Regions from separate parts of the Pan troglodytes genome. Here region 1 is linked to region 2. The links are chromatin contacts, called in public HiChIP or PLAC-seq maps. All regions are on one chromosome and are shown on one strand. Each heading gives the region's core, a stretch centred on a gene start, on an enhancer-like site or on the middle of the called end of the contact. The rest is flanking DNA. Distances are from core to core; before and after follow the strand shown. Region 1 holds the start of RCC1 (regulator of chromosome condensation 1). Region 2 holds the start of EPB41 (erythrocyte membrane protein band 4.1).

The links. HiChIP or PLAC-seq counts read pairs in DNA pulled down with a chosen protein or histone mark.
Region 1: an H3K4me3 HiChIP or PLAC-seq map of stem cell-derived excitatory neurons shows a contact between it and region 2, with 6 times the contacts expected there. The contact joins the promoter of RCC1 here to the promoter of EPB41 in region 2. A contact is called at or near these places in 1 of 7 Hi-C or Micro-C datasets (stem cell-derived neural progenitor cells) and 1 of 1 datasets of contacts at active chromatin or transcription factors (stem cell-derived excitatory neurons).

The regions. Positions count from the first base shown.
Region 1 is chr1:202,465,416-202,469,574 of NHGRI_mPanTro3-v2.0_pri, reverse strand. It overlaps RCC1 (regulator of chromosome condensation 1), which reads left to right and starts at 2,627. Exons shown (of 10, transcript NM_001205205.3): 1 at 2,627-2,702. It overlaps LOC112207533 (small nucleolar RNA U13), which reads left to right and starts at 1,891; the gene lies at 1,891-1,990.
Region 2 is chr1:202,092,856-202,096,664 of NHGRI_mPanTro3-v2.0_pri, reverse strand. EPB41 (erythrocyte membrane protein band 4.1) reads left to right here and starts at 2,076. Exons shown (of 21, transcript XM_063783718.1): 1 at 2,076-2,387.

The DNA of each region.
Region 1 (4,159 bases), core at 1,378-3,877, 370 kb before region 2:
GTGCGTGTCTGTAATCCCAGCTACTCCGGAGACTGAGGCAGGAAAATTGCTTGAACCCAGGGGGCAGAGGTTGCAGTGAGCCGAGATTGCGCCACTGCACTCCAGCCTGGGCAACAGAATGAGACTCCATCTCAAAATAAAATAAAAAATACAAATACAAAACTAAAAAAATAAAAATAAAGGCCAGGTGCAGTCGCTCATGCCTGTAATCCCAGCACTTTGGGAGGCCTAGATGGGCAGGTCACCTGAGGTCGGGAGTTCCAGACCAGCCTGGCAAAAATGGTGAAACCCGGTCTCTACTAAAAATACACAAAATGGCCAGGCGCGGTGGCTCACGCCTGTAATCCCAGCACTTTGGTAGGCTGAGGCGGGTGGATCACCTGACGTTTAGGAGTTCAAGTCCAGGCTGGCCAACATGGTAAAACCCCGTCTCTACTAAAAATACAAAAATTAGCTGGGCATAGTGGCAGGCGCCTGTAATCCCAGCTACTCAGGAGGCTGAAGCAGGAGAATTGCTTGAACCCAGGAGGGAGAGGTTGCAGTGAGCTGAAATCGTGCCATTGCACTCTAGCCTGGGCGGGTCAGGAGTTCGAGATCAGCCTGGCCAACATGGAGAAACCCCATCTCTACTAAAAGTACAAAAATTAAGGCTGGGCGCGGAGGCTCACGCCTGTAATCCCAGCACTTTGGGAGGATGAGGTGGGTGGCTCATGAGATCAGGAATTCAAGACCAGCCTGGCCAAGATGGTGAAACCCTGTCTCTACTAAAAATACAAAAATTAGCTGGGTGTGGTGGCAGGCGCCTGTAATCCCAGCTACCCGGGAGGCTGAGGCAGGAGAATTGCTTGAACCTGGCTGCAGTGAGCCGAGATCGCACCACTGCACTCCAGCCTGGGCAACAGAGTGAGACCCCATCTCAAAAAAAAAAAAGAGTTGAGGTCTCCTTCCACCACTTGTGTGAAGACCCCAGAAAACTTGCTTTACCTCTTTAAACTTCAGTTTTCTTATCTTCCAACTGCCATGAGGTTTTTGTGAGGAACAAATGAGCTGACATGGATGTTTCTGTAGTTAACAAAATAAAGGGTCTTACAAAATAGGCAATAATAATAATAATCACTTATTATTATTACATGAAGCTACATGAATGTGTAAGATCTTGGAGGAAGACAGCAGAGAGAGAGAGAGAGATCAGAGATCCCAGGGTTAAAAGTTGGAGAAATTTCACAGTACATCATCCAAAAGAGGAGTCCATGATGGAGGCAGAGGTAAACTTGGAGAGGTAAGAAACCCTGAAGACGGGGAAGTGCTTTGTGGCAGGCTCTGCATATAAGAAATTCAGCCTGGCCAACATGGCGAAACCCAGTCTCTACTAAAAATACGAAAATTAGCCAGGCTTTGTGGCAGGCACCTGTAATCCCAGCTATTTGGGAGGCTGAGGCAGGAGAATCGCTTGAACCTGGGCGGCAGAGGTTGCAGTGAGCCGAGATCTCACCATTGCACTCCAGCCCGGGTGACAAGAGCAAGACTCGGTCTCAAAAAAAAAAAAAGTTCAGTTCAGTTGGTAAGAACTCATCAAAAGTGTCCATCTAGACTTTGGGTGCCGTAGAATGACTCAGAGTCTGAATCAACATGAAATCGAGAAAACGTCCTTTGCAAGGGTTTCAGGGAACACCTGAAATCCTGAAGAACTGTTTGTATCCATCCTGAAGAATGGGTGTGTTAACAAGAGACAGTCTTTTCTTGGTACCTGTTTTCCATCTCTAACCCAACCCCAACTCACACCCTTCTATTTTATCTGGTCTCTCTCATTCCTCTTGCTCCTCCCCACTTGGCTCCCGTTTTCCCCAAGTCCATTCTCTATTTTGTTCTATAAGATCTGATCATATTAGGATGTTCTTGTAGCTCATAAGAAGATGACTGGGTGTTCACACGCATATGAGATGTGCCTCCCTCAAACCTTGTTAAGACATGGGCACATACCCATCTGATGTTAACTCACGGGGAAAAAAATCTGATCATGCCATTCCCGTGCCCAAATTCCCATATATCCCTACTGCCTCAGGATAGAGGCTGGACCCCTTAGACACACAAGACCCTGTATCCATGATCTGTCACTCCCACAGGCACCCTCTACTCCCATCTACTTGGCAGTTTCCCACAACCTCCCTGGGTTCTCGTGGTTCCCTGTCATTGCAAACGTCGCTTCTCCTAGGATGTCCTGCCCCCCTAGACTTAACTTGGAAAGCTGTTCTTAAGCCCCGGACTGAGTCAGATGCCCCTCTGGGTATCCCTGTCATAGCGTTGTGTGGTTGTTGGTAGTCTGATTTTTCAACCTTCTCCATGCCCTCTTGAGGGTAGGGAAGATGAGTATCTTTTTTCTCCGTACAGACCCTACCGCACAAGATTTTCCTAAACAGACCGAACTCAAGGAGTCTTTCTGGTTGTTAGTCCACGTGTCCCGATTTGGGGTTTCCAAAATACACGCCCACTGGAACCGGGCCAGGGGAGCCAGCCTGGCCAAGGGCTCCCCCAGCCCGGGAGCGCGCCACATGCAGATCCTGGGATGGCCGCCAGGGGCCGCCGGGCTCTTTGTTTTCCTTTCTCACCCGGGTCGGGGCCAGAGGCCTGCAGAGCGCATGCTCTGGGGCAGTTCGCGGCCCGGCGGGGAGCGCCGGAGTTCCTTGTGGCCGACGTGCACCAAGGTAGGTCTCGCCTGGGACGCGCGGAGGGTCCGGGCAGAGGGCGGTAAGCGGAGCGGCCACATCCGGAGCACGGGCCGGTCCACGCGGGCCTAGGTCGCTGCCCGCTCTCGCCCGTGTCGCGCGGCGCTGGCCCCACGTGAAGCCCGGAGGCAGGAAGGCGCGGTGCGGGCTCGCGATTCCCCGGCCCCGCGGGGCGCTCCAGCGGCGGCAGGGCGCCGCCTCGCTGGAGCTAGGGCCGCGCGGCCCCTCCGCCGCCGCGCCTCTCACGCCCGCACCGCGGCGCCCGCGCAGGCGGGAGATTCAAACTGCGCGAGCGCGGCGGGCCGGGTGCGCGCGGCCGCCCGGGCGGGGGATGGGTCTCTGCCGCGAGGAGGATGGTTTTGTCCGGCATGCGCTTGGAGAAGGCGGTTTGCAGATCGGGGAGGGAGCCCTGCCCGGGAGAGGGTGGGTCGTAGGAGCTCGAGGGTCTCCCGCTGTGGACCTTTGGGAGCCGTGTGTCTTGAACTCCGCAGCAGCTCAGTCTGTCAGCAGATTATTTGCTGGCCATTTATTGCGTCCCTCTCTTGCGGGGCTGGGGGACAGTAGTGAGAAGAGCAGGCCCGTGTCATTAGCGAACTATGCCCTTGAACCCAGGCGACGGACGCTACTGGCAAGTCATTCATACGTCACATATTGACCTAACTTCGACCACGTGTGACTTGTGTGCCCTAGCAGAAGTTGAGTGTGTGGGGTGTTACGGGGAGCCCTCAGGGGGATCCCCCACCCTGCCGAGGAGGCTCAGGGATGGCTTTCCAGGTGAAGTGACTCTTGAATGGGGTTTTGAAGGAACAGAGTTTTTCAGGCAGTCTGAGGGTAGTGGGATTAGGGTGATACAGGCAGAGGGATTGCACATGCAACGGCATGAAGGTATAGGTATTGTGGTCAGGGATACCACAGGTCTTGAGGTGACTGGAAGAGGAGAGTAACAAGATGATACAGCAGGGGCTGGGTCACGAAGCGTCTTGTGTGCAAGACTAAGGAACTCTGCGGGGTGGAGGAGGCAGGGAAGATTTCCCCCAAGAAGGGTATCAGAGTGAAACCTGGACAGATGAATTAGGAGTTCACGAGGCTCCTGTTTCAAAGACATCCCAAGAGCAGGAATCCTGTTCTGTTCATCTTTACAACTTTCTCATCAGATGCCCTTGGGCAACCCACCCAGTCCCCCAGAGCATTGGTTTCCTTATCTGTAAAGCAATGGTAGGGGGCATGTGGTGAGGATATAATTTTTTTTTTTTTTGAGACGGAGTTTCCACTCTTATTACCCAGGCTGGAGTGCAGTGGCGCGATCTCAGCTCACTGCAACCTCCACCTCCTAGGTTCAAGCAATTCTGCCTCAGCCTGCTGAGCAGCTGAGACTACAGGAACACACCACCAGGCCCGGCTAATTTTTGTATTTTTTTTTTTTTTTTTTTTTTAGT
Region 2 (3,809 bases), core at 827-3,326:
GCCTGAGGCCCAGGGGACAACCTGTTTATAGGACACAGACAGACACAGATTCACACCCTCTATATAAACTCACAAACAGGGGCACACCCTCACAGGCACCAAAACACACCCCCCTACACATACACATACACAAATGCACAGAAACAGGAGATACAGGATCACAAGCATATTCCCAAATGCACTCCCCACGCACAAATTCAGAAACGCAGAGCCCTCCCTAGCCACCACACACACACACACACACACACACACACTTATCAGGCTGGGGCAGGCACTGGCACTGCTGAGTCACCCACAGGCAGCTCAGCCCAACAGAGCTAGAGCCACGTGGCTGCCCCAGCAGGGAGGGGGCAGGGCCCACAGCAGCTCTTTAGAATCACCCCATCCACCTGACTGCTGGGGTTTTCCTCTCCCTAGCCCTTTGATTGAGTCAGGGGTGGGGATGGGGTTGGGGGAGGAGCCACTGTTTGCAGAGGCCAAATCAAAAATTTCACAGCCTGCACTCTCCTGGGTGCAAGAGTACACGTGAGAGGAGTTAAAAAATACTACTAGATTAATTACTATTTGCAAATATATTTTCACATACTCTCATTTAACCATCACAACAGCTCTATATAAAGTTAGCACTATTATTAATCTCATTTTACCCCGGGGTTGGGGGCGGGTGCCTTGCCCCAAAGCCCAAAACCCAGACTCACCTGCCTCCAAATCCCTACCTCATAACCCCTGGGCAATACTGTCTGGTGGGCAGGTGTGATATAGGCAAGTGAAAGGTACATCAATGTGCTTGGGAGCCTGGTTGTCTCTGTGTGTGTGTGTGTGTGTGTGTGTGTGTGTGCTCGCGCGCCAGGCTTCCCCAGGGGATTCACAGGGATAGAGACTGAAAGGGTCTCAAGTGTCCTGATTTCTGGTCGAAGGATCCAACATTTCTCTAGTCCCTTGGAGCCCACCTCCCTCCATCAGAAAACATCTCCCCAGTCAAAGGGCTCAGTCTGACCCTCCTCTGCTAGACTATGGGCTCCTTGAAGGCAGGAACCAGGGCCCTGAAGCCTCAAACAGGACCTGATTCAGAGAAGTCCTCAGTGAATTTGGAGGGGGGGAGAGTCAGTCAATGTATGACTTTTAATTCAGTTATGTATCAATATAACAATAACATCAATAATTATAATAAATGCTAATGCTTATTGCATGCTTACCCTGGGACTGGCACTGTTCTTAGCACTTGACATGGATTCTTTCATTCAATTCTTGCCACAACCCTTGAGGAAAATACTTTTATTAACCCCACTTTGCAGAGGAGGAAACTGGCTTGGAGAGAGTTAGTAGCTCACCCAAAGTAACTCAATTAGGAAGTGGCAGCGTTGGGGATTGGAACACAGGAAGTCGAGTTACCCCATTTAGTAGGAAGATCACTACATTCAGAGGAAGGCCTTTGTCCTCAGCGAGCCTCAGTTTGCCATATTTGTCCAAAGAAAGGGTTAGTTTTCCACGGTGCTCTGGCCTGGAATATTCTATGATCCTATGATTCTGTGACGAAGAGCTTTTGAAGTGTCAGGGTTAGTTTTAAAATGAAAGAGGCCATTCTGCCGGGTGGTGAGCTTCCTGACATGGGCATATGTAAGCCAGCTTAGGCCTGAAATGGGAGGGAGGGGATGAGACTTCGGCCAGTGACCATGGAAGCGTTGATGGAGTGGACCATCAGGAGCGGAAAAGTCACTGAGAAGAGTGGCAAGGCGGGCACGACAGGATCCAGAACTCGCTTTTACGGAACGCCTACTGTGTACCAGACCTATGCTTGACATTTAACTTACATCGCTAATTCTCAGGAAAACATTGTAAGATTTATGGTTGACGAAATTCAGATCCAGAGAAGTGACTTGTTCAGGGTCACGCCGGACGAAGTGGTAGGACAGGCGATCCAGGTGAGTCTCCTCAGGGTCACTTCCCTAGATCCCCTCTGACCAACCCCTCTACCTATTACCCTTAGGAGCAGTACCACGTGTCAAATTGCTTCACACTTTTGTCATATGACGTCACACCAGTCAATCCAGGAACTCCCTGCCCTTCCCTCCCCTGACCTCTGGGGTCTATCAAAGCAGCCCCCGGCTCAGTGTCCCCGCCGGACGAGGCTACACCTGCAGCCCCCGCCCCTTCCCAACTGCGACTCTGGCACTCCTCTGCCCGGGCCTCCCCCTCCCCGCCCCGCTGATCGGCAGTTGCCTGCGCCAATCAGAGGGCCTAGCGGGCGGGGCGGGGCCTCACGATGGAGTTGCCCTGTCAGTGCAGGTGGAGGCCCCGGCGGGGCAAAGTGGCAGGAACCTCTTAAAGGGCGAGAGCGGCGCGGAGCCAGAACGCGGTCGGCCCGGTCCCCGCCGCACCCAGCCCAGGTGAGCCTGGACCACCTGGGGGGCGACCCTCGGTCCCCGGGAGGGACGGGGTGAGGGACAGAAGAACCTACCCCCAAGGGCTCGGACCGTCCCGGGAGAGGCGAGACCGGGGTCGAAGGGTCCAGGGCTGAGGGGTCCAGCGGTCCCGAATTCCAGAATCCGAACTTGGGGTCCAAAGGAGTCTGGGCATCTTAAAGTTCAGGGTGCAGGGAGGGGCGTGGGAGTCTGGAGAGGGGGTCCGGGAGCTCGGATCCGGAGCTAGACACGTCCGGGTCCGGCCGGTCCTGGCTGTCTGGGGCGGGGGTCCTGCATTCGGTGTCCGCGGGAGAGTCCCTGCAGGTCGGCGCAGCCCCCGGCCGCCCCCTAGCCCCGCCTTGCCCGGCCCCGCATGCTCCTGCCGGGCCCGCAGCAGCGCTGGAGCGGGCTGGCGGCTCGCAGCCGGAGGGGGCTCCGGGGCCTGGAGCCCCGCGCCCCGCTCCGGCCCTTACGTAACTGACTTTGAGTTTCCGGACCCAGGGACCGACCCGCCAGCTGGGGCGCCGGCTGTGCCCGCCAGGGTGGCCCCCCCGGCCGCCGCGCCAGCCCCACACCCTCCCTGCCAGGCTTGGTCTAGGGGACTTCCCTCTGTCTGGGTCTCCCGGGTCTCTCTGTCCGGTTCAGGCTCCGGTTCCCTCTCATCTCTGGGTTCCCTGTATCTGTCATCTGTCGTCTCTGTTTTGCTGTCTCTTCCTGTCTCTGTCCTCTGTCTTTCCTCAAGAATTGTCTCGCCCTCACCTACACTTCCCGGCAGGCCCCACCTCTTCAGGGTGGGACAGGACCCCTCCTCTCCAGCTAGTTGGAGGCAGGGACCTGTCCAGACCAACCCGAGCCCGAGCTCGCTCCAGGAGTGGGGAGGAGAGAGGAGGGTTGGGGAAGATGATTCTAGGACCCTTAGCTCCTGGGTCCGGGAACGGACGACCCCTTCTCCGCCTCTGGAGCCCTTTCCTCCAGAAGGAGGAGGCTTGGACAGAACCTGGCTGGGGCTGGGCTTAGGGCAACTGGGAGTCCCTGTGAGAGCTGCCTAGTGTCTCGTCAGGGTCAGGTCCTCAGCTATTGAAGGAGAGCGGGAGGGGCTGGGGAGGGGCCAGAGCCCTGGCACGCGCCCCGGAGCTTCAGCAAGCTCCCTACCTCCACCCAGTTTCAGGCCTGGAGGATGGTCTTGGCAAGAGGCTGGGTGGGGAAGGGATCTGCAGGAGGAGGCTCAAGGGACTTCTGCATGTTGGGGAGGAGGGTGGAGATAGAATGACAGACCCGCAAGTCTAAGGAGCACCTACTGGGAACACTCCCTGCCTTGAAGGCTCTCCGGGGTGTCAGACAGACACTTCGGAAATAACTGTAAATAAGGCGTTAAAGCAGGTGTGAGGTGGGAATATTATTTCTTCT